2 separate regions of the Mus musculus genome follow, and region 1 is linked to region 2. The links are chromatin contacts, called in public ChIA-PET maps. All regions are on one chromosome and are shown on one strand. The core of a region is the stretch at or near the end of the contact, and the rest is flanking DNA. Distances in the headings are between cores, read along the strand shown. Region 1 has its middle 12 kb from the start of Fez2. Region 2 has its middle 62 kb from the start of Gm32076.

Evidence for each region. ChIA-PET counts read pairs in DNA pulled down with a chosen protein or histone mark.
Region 1: a contact with region 2 is called in an RNA polymerase II ChIA-PET map of effector CD8 T cells, with 6 times the contacts expected there. The contact joins two enhancer-like sites. A contact is called at or near these places in 2 of 15 datasets of contacts at CTCF or cohesin (large pre-B cells and pro-B cells), 19 of 484 Hi-C or Micro-C datasets (B cells, the C10 cell line, CD4 T cells and 9 more) and 2 of 115 datasets of contacts at active chromatin or transcription factors (effector CD8 T cells and embryonic stem cells).

Annotation. Positions count from the first base shown.
Region 1 is chr17:78,427,368-78,432,207 of GRCm38.p6, forward strand. No RefSeq gene overlaps it. Among named protein-coding and RNA genes, the nearest start is that of Fez2, 12 kb to the left of the region's middle. Within about 2 kb of position 1,879, at least 4 of the 459 cell types and tissues checked have an H3K27ac peak or open chromatin away from gene starts, as enhancers often do. A contact at or near this core is called in effector CD8 T cells, where this site is marked.
Region 2 is chr17:78,049,028-78,054,287 of GRCm38.p6, forward strand. No RefSeq gene overlaps it. Among named protein-coding and RNA genes, the nearest start is that of Gm32076, 62 kb to the left of the region's middle. Within about 2 kb of position 1,349, at least 3 of the 459 cell types and tissues checked have an H3K27ac peak or open chromatin away from gene starts, as enhancers often do. A contact at or near this core is called in effector CD8 T cells, where this site is marked.

The sequences.
Region 1 (4,840 bases), core at 629-3,128, 380 kb after region 2:
AGGTCTAGTACTGAATCTGGAGCTTTCTCGTTTCAGTTAGGCTGGCTGGCCATCCAGCTCCTGAGATCGGCTAGTCTCTGTCTCACCGCATCTCTCCCCAGTGCTGGGGTTGCTGACATACTCCACCATGCACATCTGGGCTCCCCAGTGCATGACCTTGTGTTTTCACGGAAGCACTTTACCAATTGAGCTATTCTTCCTGTCCCCCACTGTAAGGTTTCTCTTCATCTTCCTATTCTGCCCTGTTTCTCCGTTGTCTTACTCATGGTCACTACACAAGTTTTCTATAGGATTTGGGCTGGAGCCTGTCCTGTGCTCAGGACAGCCCTCACTGTTTGATGTCACAAAGACATCAGAAATGTTTTCATTCCAAGTCCAACCCAGGTTCAACCTTTAGGGACAAGCGAGCATCTATCGTTTACCTAAGGCATTTCCACATTTTTCTGTAGTCACATCCAGTGATCATCCTGGAAAAGCCCAATGTACCAGTGCTACAGGGAAAGTGGGAGTGCGAAACTAGGTCTGCCGCAGGAATTCAACTAACCTTCCATGGAGGGCAGTGATGCAGAAGTTGAGGCTACATCCAAATCAGGTATTCAGAAAACAGTGGTGGCCTCCCAGCAGTGTGTGGGGTTCCAGACACACTCTGCCCTCACAGGTGAGGCGAGCGCATCAATCAATGTCCAGCAGAGCAGGCAATGCCCTGAGTCCCAGCCACTCAGAAAAGGGCGTTTCATTCAGAAGAGTCAGCTAGCCATCAGCTGGACCCCTGTATGTTGTGACTAGAAACCTGGATCTGCTGCAAAGGAGGGTTTACCAGGAAACAGGAAGTTTAAGCTTTGGAGGCCCTGAGAGAGGCCATGCCATGTACAGTAATGCATCTTTACCATTATGGAGTTTGTGTGGAGTTACTGGGAAAAGATCATAGACTCTATCCAATTATAATTAGAAAGATTCATTAGCTGCTAACAAGATGAACAATCTCAGAGCCAAATTTGAGATTTCCATAAAGGAGGGATATGGGGAAGGGTTTTTTTAAAACCGAAAAACTGCAAGAAGTCCTTCAATGTCTATGTAAGCAAACAAAAACTGAACTATTCTGCCAAGTTTAAATGTTAAAGCAACTCAAAACAAGCTTTGGGTATCAAAATAAAAGCAGTTAGTTTTATCATAACAAGTAGATAGTCATGGCTATATATTTTTGGGTGGGGTCACTGAGTCTGGGTTACTGAGAACTTTTCTCCCAGGGAATGGAGTCAGCCAAATGGCTAGTGGGTACCAAGATGGATGCCTAGCATAAAATGGCACTTCTTTAGCTGTGACACATAGAAAGTAACTGAAGAGTGCTATCAGTTAAAGATCAGATACCAGTCACTGAAAAAAAATCACTTGCAATGTCCTAAAACCTTAGCTTACATATAAGGAACCCCAAAGAAGGATTCTCAAATTCCAAAAAAGCCTTACACAGTTACCTGTTAATGCTGCTTACAAGCCACAAATCTACAATAGTTCAAAATTATCAATCACAAAAATTTTTCTTTTCTTGAAAAAAGATTTTTTTTTCATACAATATATTCTGATTACGGTTCCCTCCCTAGTCCTCCCAGTTCCTCCCAGTCCCTCCCCCCACCCCACCCCCACCCCAGTCACCTTTATTATCTAGACCCGCACCCTTTTCAGTCTCTCCTTAGAAAACAGGCATTTAAGGAATTATAATAAAATAAAATAAGACAAATCAAAACCAAATCAGAATATGACAAAACAACCAAACAGGAAAAAGAGCCAAAGAAAAGGCGCAAAAAACACATCTCAAGGCGGAAGGAAGCACACACGTTTGTACACACAGGAACCCCATAAAAACCCACAACTGAAGGCAATAACAGATTCACAAAAGACACTGAGGCTGGAACAACCAGCACACCTGACTTCACATTACAGGCAAGGAACCTCCAAAGATGCCATTGAGATTGTTTCCTGTTGGCTGTTCTTGCTGGGCTTGTGGCCCATCCTTAAGAGTGATTTGTTTCCCTAGAGAGATGCCCTTGGAGAAAACTCACTTTTCATTTTCGAGTGACTATCAGTTGGAGATAGCTTCTGGGTTAGGGTTGGACGAATGTGTCCACTTCCCAAAAGAAAAAACACTTTGATAAGCCATGTTAGAAGGCTGTTTCTTCTTCCTCTTATCTATGGGAAATAAGGCTGTAGATTTATAGGAATTTATAGGAGGGAGAGTACTAAAGCTATATATTAAAAAGTTTATTACCTTAAAATATGTTTTGTCACCATTTGTCTGGTTTAAATATATATGTTTTGTTCATTCTACATAAATATTTAGTTCAATAACATGGTTTTCTCCTTACATGAGTGTTATAAAATTATACAAGGTTCATTTGCCAAGAAGAAGGAGGAGGAGGAAGAGGAGGAGGCGGAGGCGGAGGAGGAGGAGGAGGAGAAGGAGGAGGAGGAGAAGAAGAAGAAGAAGAAGAAGAAGAAGAAGAAGAAGAAGAAGAAGAAGAAGAAGAAGAAGAAGAAGAAGAAGAAGAAGAAGAGAAGAAGAAGAAGAAGAAGAAGAAGAAGAAGAAGAAGAAGAAGAAGAAGAAGAAGAAGAAGGAAGAAGAAGAAGAAGAAGAAGAAGAAGAAGAAGAAGAAGAAGAAGAAGAAGGAAGAAGAAGAAGAAGAAGAAGAAGAAGAAGAAGAAGAAGAAGAAGAAGAAGAAGAAGAAGAAGAAGAAGAAGAAGAAGAAGAAGAAGAAGAAGAAGAAGAAGTGGTTACAAGCTAAGTTGGTGGGTGAAGCCAGCCAGCAAAGGCCTAATTTTCAATATGATTTGCCAGCACATTAGTGCAGGGACAAACAGCTTTTAAAGCATTGGTTAATAACGCAATAGCTCAGAAGACTGGGGTATAATTCAATATTTACATGTTTTTGTTTCTAGTAAAAAGGGTGAAATGTATTTGTATATTTTTAGTGCACCTGAGGTTGGGCCTTTTTTTAAGCAGGCATTTCTATAGAAACAAACCTAACTGTAGTGGTTTGAATGAACAATGTCTCCCATAGGCTCGTATATTTAAGACTTGGTCCCTGTTTGGCGGCACTTTTTGGGAAGATTATGAACTTCTTAGAGGTAGAATCTTGCCAGGGGGAGCAGGTTGTGGTCTCAACGGCCTGCTACCATCCCCCCAGTCCACCACTAGGGGGCTCTCTTTCTGGAACCGGAAACCAAAGTCAGCTCTTTCTTCCATAAGTATTACACTTTGGTCGCGGGTGTTTTATCATAACCACAAAAAGTAACTAAGGCATATCCCTAAAGCAACAGCCGTATAAAGATTGTGAGTTTCCCTTTATCCCTACATAAGGCTGAGAAGTCTGCTAACAATGCTCGAGAAAAGAGTGTCTGCTGGCCTAGAGGACATTCGCGTTCTTTGTCAGCTATGATTCTTTCTGGGTTCTATATTCTAAGTATAAATAAAGCAGGGTTCCCCATAATGCACGTCTTCCTTGACCTTTCTAGCTTGTGCAACCCTTCCTTCCACCCATCCTGTGTCTACCCTCATGCTTAATAGCGAGCCTGTGGAATCCAGGTGCCACTCACTCTCTGGGCTTTTTGCTTGTTACCCTTTCACACCCAGTGCATGCTGCTGAGGCTTCTCTGAGCTGTTGTTTCCTATTCTGGTGAGCAGTGTTGCCTCGCCAAACCCTCAATCCTTCCATAAAACCCCATGGCCCTTCTCCACCCACAGCCACTACCTGGATGTTCTCAAACCTGCATAGAACAAAGCAATCTGGTGGGAGAGGCAACAGACGCCTCTTCTAGTCGCTTGTTCTATCACCTGTATCTGGTCTCAGAAAGTCTCCAATAGACAACTCTGTGAGTGAGCTTCTGCACACCTTTAGCCTTTCTATGTTCTCAGTCTCTGTCGTTTGTCATGGACAAATAAGAGGAGCCGGATCAGGAGGTAGATAGATATAGATATGGAAGACAGAGAGATGAGAGATAGTGAGAGGGAGAGATTAGAGAGACAGATATAGGAGAGAGGTGAGAGATAGAGAGATGAGAGAGACAGAGAGAGGGATTTTAGAGCTCCTGGATCTCAAAAATCTTGTCTTCCTTATCTGAAATTGACTTCAGTAGATTATCCTAGCTCTGTCCACCCACAACATGGACAATGATTCATCATTCTGATGGTTTTTGATAAAGCAATGGATCAGATTTATTGGCGTCCCTGATACACTCTGGGTATAGTAAGTTTGCTTTAGGAGTCCAGTTCATGAAAGTGTTCCGTGCTCACCTGAATCTTCAAAGGAAGAGAGGCCCTTAAGAATCTGTTACATTTCTTTTCACTTCTCTGATAACATATGTGATGATTAATCATTGATTGCGGTTTTACCTGGGTTAAGACATGCCTAGGAGATCAGCAAACTTCACCTCTGGGTGTATCTGTGCTGGCATTCTTCAAGGATGATTAGCTCCTGGGGGCTCTTATGTGGTTTAATTCTCCGATGGATTCAAATGTGAGCAGACTTTGTAGAGGTAGTAGAACTGTGACAGGTGGGTCCTGGTCAGAGGAAGTAGATCATAGGGATCATAGGGTTGTGCCTTTGAAGGGCATATCTGCACCCAGATTCTCTTGTGATTTCTTTGCTCTCTAATGACCATGAGATAAAGAGCTTGCTTCCTACGTGTCATGTATTCTGTGCCTGCCTCCCGGCAGGACTAAAAGCAATGAACCCAGGCTATTTCAGAGCAAACCCCCTGCACCAGTGGCTCTCAGTCTATGAGTTCTGACCCTGAGGGGTGTCAAAAGACCGCTTTACGGGGGTCACATATCAGATATGCTGCAT
Region 2 (5,260 bases), core at 99-2,598:
GTTCCAGCAAAAGTGCCATGAGACAGTATTATCACCAGGGTAGGGGAGGAGATCACACAGAAAGAAAGAATCACAATGGGAATTTACATCCAAGTGACAGGAGTTCTAAGGTGCACTTCCCTCTGTTGTTCCCCATCGTTATCTGAGTTGTGGACACTGGAGGAAGCATCCTCCATCACTGTTTTCTGAAACAAGCCAAAATTTGTTCTCTTCTATGAATCAGTTGTCAAATATAAATGAGATTTGCTTGCAATGATCTAAGATATTGCATTTAAGAATCTAATTAAGAATGTATTTTTCGACTGATGTTCAAGGGACATTGGCAACTGGGGAGCTTCAGTGTAATTCCTAAGAGGTAATGGTCAAGAATCACTCATAACTTTCAGCACAAGATGCACAGCTGTGCGTGAAAAGCACTAACTGTCTTTCTGCTTATTAAAAAAATCTGGCTTATGTCAGCTGTTAGAATGGGCTGGAGATGACACAAAGATTGCTCTGGCCTCTCTACATGGCAACATCATGAATTAGGAGATGAAGTATAGTTCATACATGCACATGCATATAGAAAATGCCACCAGTGTGTTCTCTGTAGGTTGTTTTATAATACACTTACTATGTCCAGGAATAGAAAAGAAATCTGGAATCATTATGTCCAGCCATTTAACAGCAGTGTAGAGGGGACCAAAAGCAGAATTCACTCATCTCCAAATAGAGAAAAAAAATATATCAGATCAGGTTTCAGGACCAGGTGTCCTTTCCAGAAGGTGGGAAAATTAACAAACGATACTGCTGCCAAGGCCAGAGCCCACCTCTGATGGCTTGGAAAGTGACTCGAAGACACATGGTTAGAACTTGGGCTCCTAGTCAAGCCCCTGGTCCAGCTGCATGGCTCCAAGTTGGCATGAAAGTAGGAGACACCTGGAAAATCAAGGCAAAATCAAAACACATCTCTCGGTTAAGAGGAAATCAGGCGTGATGTTGGCTAGGAAAGGACAGATTCGCTGGACAGCTGCCTGGAATGGAAGTTGTTCCCTTGGCATCTGAGGTCACACTCCACGCTTTTATCCTCTGAGGTACGGGTCAACTCGGTCTATTCAGGTTCATCATTGTTAGGAGAGAATCGACTTTATGCACTAGTTTGAAAGTTTATCTCCGAAGTACTAAGTGGTAAGATGGTATGATTTAAAGGTGAGCGAATGAAAGAAGCCGCGGTTCTCGAGGGCATGCAGAACTCATCCGAATAGAAGGCCCATCCTCAGTAATTCGAACACCAACAATCTCTTTGGTGATGTGTGTCATACAGAACTTAGTCATACAGGTAGCTTCTGTCACTCCTCCTGAACTACTGTGACATTAGAACTTGCTCTGCCCAAAGTGACCAGTAGTTGTCCTCATTAGATAAGTAATCTATCATCCACACTAGCGGTTTTTGTTTGAAATAGAATCTTACTCTGTACCACAGATTAGCTTGAAATCATAGGCAATTCCCCTGCCCCAGCTTCTCAAAAGCTGGACCTACAGCCTACTCAGTCCTTAGCCACCATATCTGACTTAACATTTGGTTCTTATTATAAAGAAAAACTCATCTATTGGACTAATAGTAAGTACAAGTTTTTTTTCTTCCACTCCCTTCCCCCCCTCCCATTACTTTTGCTAAATAATATTTCATAAAGCACGATAGGTTGAAGAAAGGAACGTTCAGGACTCTGATGTATCAGAAGCCTCAGACAGCATGAGTTCCAACAGCAGAAGGATACCTCTGGGCATTGACCTGAAACTTAAGAAGAGTCACCTGAAAGTTCTGAGAACAGGCAGCATGCTGCAGTAAAAGCTTCCTAATTCCCTATACTACACAATGCTAAGTGCTTTATGGGCTGTGCCAGGAAAAAGTCCTTAGTTGCAAATAACAGCAAAGCCATTCAAACAGAAGGTGCAAAATCAAACAAGTTCATTGAAGACTTTTAAAGGATTACCCCCAAATGAAAGAAGGGTTTGATCTAACTGTAGGAACAGAATGGAACTACACATGTTTTCTGATCAAGATTAGCCAAATTGTGTTGCTGGTCAAAGCAGGTGAGTTGATGGCCATTCTGACTATGATCTCTAACATTTTAGACAATACCATCCCAACCTTCCCTACCTGCCACCCTGAGACATCTTCAAACTGTTTTGGTGAATGTTGCCCACCCACACAACAACTCCAGAAATTTTCTCTTTTAGGGTCTGAAACCAAAACACATTTATTCACTCTAAAATTAATGAATTTAGCATGGAAACTTAGAGTGGAGAAACTGCTCATTGTTGGGCCACACACATATATAAATACCCTCTAATGTCTTAAAAACAAAACAACCATAGCACATTCCGGTACATGGTGAGCTTACCCTTTCTAATGGTACAAGGAGAAATGTCAGGACATGACTATGAAGCGGAGCTTCCCCATAAGGATGTTGTGCAGAGATCACCACCAGCTTGAAAAAATATTGAAACCATTCCCCAGAGACTAAAAGTTGAATACATTTGGTTTTGCCTTCAACTGCATCTGACGATAGCAAGCCAAGGGTGAAGATTAGTGAAGCTACATTTTCACAACTTCCCATGACATTTTTAACTGGCTGGTTTCTTTGTAACACATTCATTATCACTATCTTGAGAGGAAGGAACACTGACTAAATTTCTGCATTAGCCCACAGACCACAGCCCAGAAACAGAAAGCACAAACGTCAGTCAATACAACAATGTAGACTTAATACTACTTAAATAAATCCACATTAATCAGTTTGATTAACAGTACAACACTAACCCAAATATACCTGTAATAAAGCAAACGTTCTTAGCCTAATTTGGCCATTTTTTTTTACAGAAACCTAAACAAAGACTATAACCACAAATTAAAGAATTTAAAGAAGTACAAAGCTGAGACTATCCATTTTCTTAGATATGTGAATTAAAATTTAAAGTCATATTGGCTAGCAAAAAATAAAAACAGAAAATGATCTATTTTGTAATAATTATATATGTATATGCAATATATGTAAAAAATTATATATATGCAATATATGCAAATTTTTTGGTAACATCAATGATTACAAAGAAAGAAAACTAATGTTAAAAACATCACACATTTATAAACATTAGACAATCTATATCAGTTATAAGTATTTCTGTACTTATTCTATATTAATTCTCATATGGCACCAGCATGTATGTTTTCATTAGCATAGATGCATCTTGCATTACTATATTCTCACACATGCATCTTGTGTGCTTTGTTTATATTCACTCCAATACTGTCTATTGTCACCCCACCCCCATTGCCTTCTTTTTCCTACACAGCCTCCTTCAAACACGGCATGTTCACGTGTGCATGTGTGTGTGTTTAAAATCTAGAATTCACTGTGTCCTGCTTCTTCTTTTTGAAGAATTGATAATGTGTAAGATAATTTTCAGATGCAAAACTGTTCGTGTGTTTTTTTCTTTCTGCTTTTGACATAGAGACTAACAGTATATAGTTCAGGATAGCCTCAAACTCAACAATACTTCTCCTCCAATCCCCTGAGTACTATAATTACAGTAATATGCTGCCATTTCTAGCTAAAACATTTTAAATATCTTAAATTCAGGATTATATTCTTGAATTTAATACCCAAATGCAACTGAGAAATATACGGGGAACAACTGAGATATTGAGAGCATGTACTATTCAATAAAGCTATGGTTTTTCTAATAGCACAGTTGTCTGCATGCATGTGTATCTGTGTAGATGCATTAATTAAGGACCCATGAAGATAAAGTCCAATTGTCAGCCCCATAGTGCTAAGGAACAGTGCTTCCAAAGGTGGGATAAGATGAAAAGGTCTCTCTTTTTTATTCTACGTATTTATCAATGGCTTAAAACCACTACCAAAACAGTTCAGTCAAAATTATAACAAAATTATATGTAATTATATATATTCATCATATATTAAGGTACAATATAAAATTATATATCATATATCACATATTATATGTGATATATAATTATAACAATTACAACAAAAGATTACAGCCACTTAGCGGGTAAAAGGATTTACTGTCAAGCATCAAGATTTTAGTTTTATATCTGGAACCCATTTAAAAGAGAGAAAACCAACTTCTGCAAGTTGTCCTGTGGTCTCAAATATACTTAACACACACTTACAAATAAATATATTAAGAAATAAAGATTAAAGAAATAAAGATTAATTGACTAAATAAATAAGGTACAGGTTAAAAACTGGATTTCATCTCATACTTCAAGATAAAAAAACTTATGCCAAAATTAGTGAAAAAATTAGCTCCCCAATCAAACCTCATCAAGACAAGTATATTTGATCCTCAGAAGATACATCAAGGGGGAAGACACTATTCAATACACTACATGTAGAGATCATGAATTATGAAATACTTTACTATGAATTAATTTATAGTATTTGAAGCCCAGTCCTGTGTCTGTAGTTCTGTAAGTTGGTAGAATTACATGAGCTGAAAATGGTAGGAGAACCAAAAGTATGTGCTCAGCTGAATTGCATAGGAAGTTGAGATTGGCAACAGGAGTAAATGCATGGGCACTTTAGCTGTTCCTAAGAATAAAGGGGACCTTCTATGAGATTTGGTTTGACTCTTTTCATTTCTTTTATGACACTGAGGCTCAAAGCCAAGGCCGAGTGAATTAAGCAAGCGCTCTCCCACTGACCTAAATGACATTTCTAGATCGATAGTTTTCCTGTTCTTGGATTCCCTGATCCATGCAGATGCCACATGAGCATTGATGTATATACAGAACTGTAACTGATACAGATTGTCTAATGTCTATATATGTATGTATGTCTTAACATTAGTTTTCTTTGTTTGTAATCAGTGATAATGTTGCCAAGAAAGTAGCCTATTTGTATATATAAAGAAGGACTTTTGATCATGTCTCTTAACAGTTCTTCTTGACATCACAATACAACAAAATATTGAGAGCGGCAATGTATATTGGTATCTACTCCATTGCCTCATTAATGTCGGGCAGCTGTGCTTGCTCTTAACAGAGGAAGAATTCTTCTCTATTGTTATTTTCATAAGTCTTTCTATCTAAAAGGAGAAATTTTAAAAAATCTCCCAAATAAATATCAGCATGATGTTTTAGCAATATTCTAATATTACATTTAATATTAGCTAATTTCAGCTACTATTATGTGTAATTCATTTTTTTTAGTTAATTCTTAGTCGGGAGCTTCTAATAAACTTTTTTTAA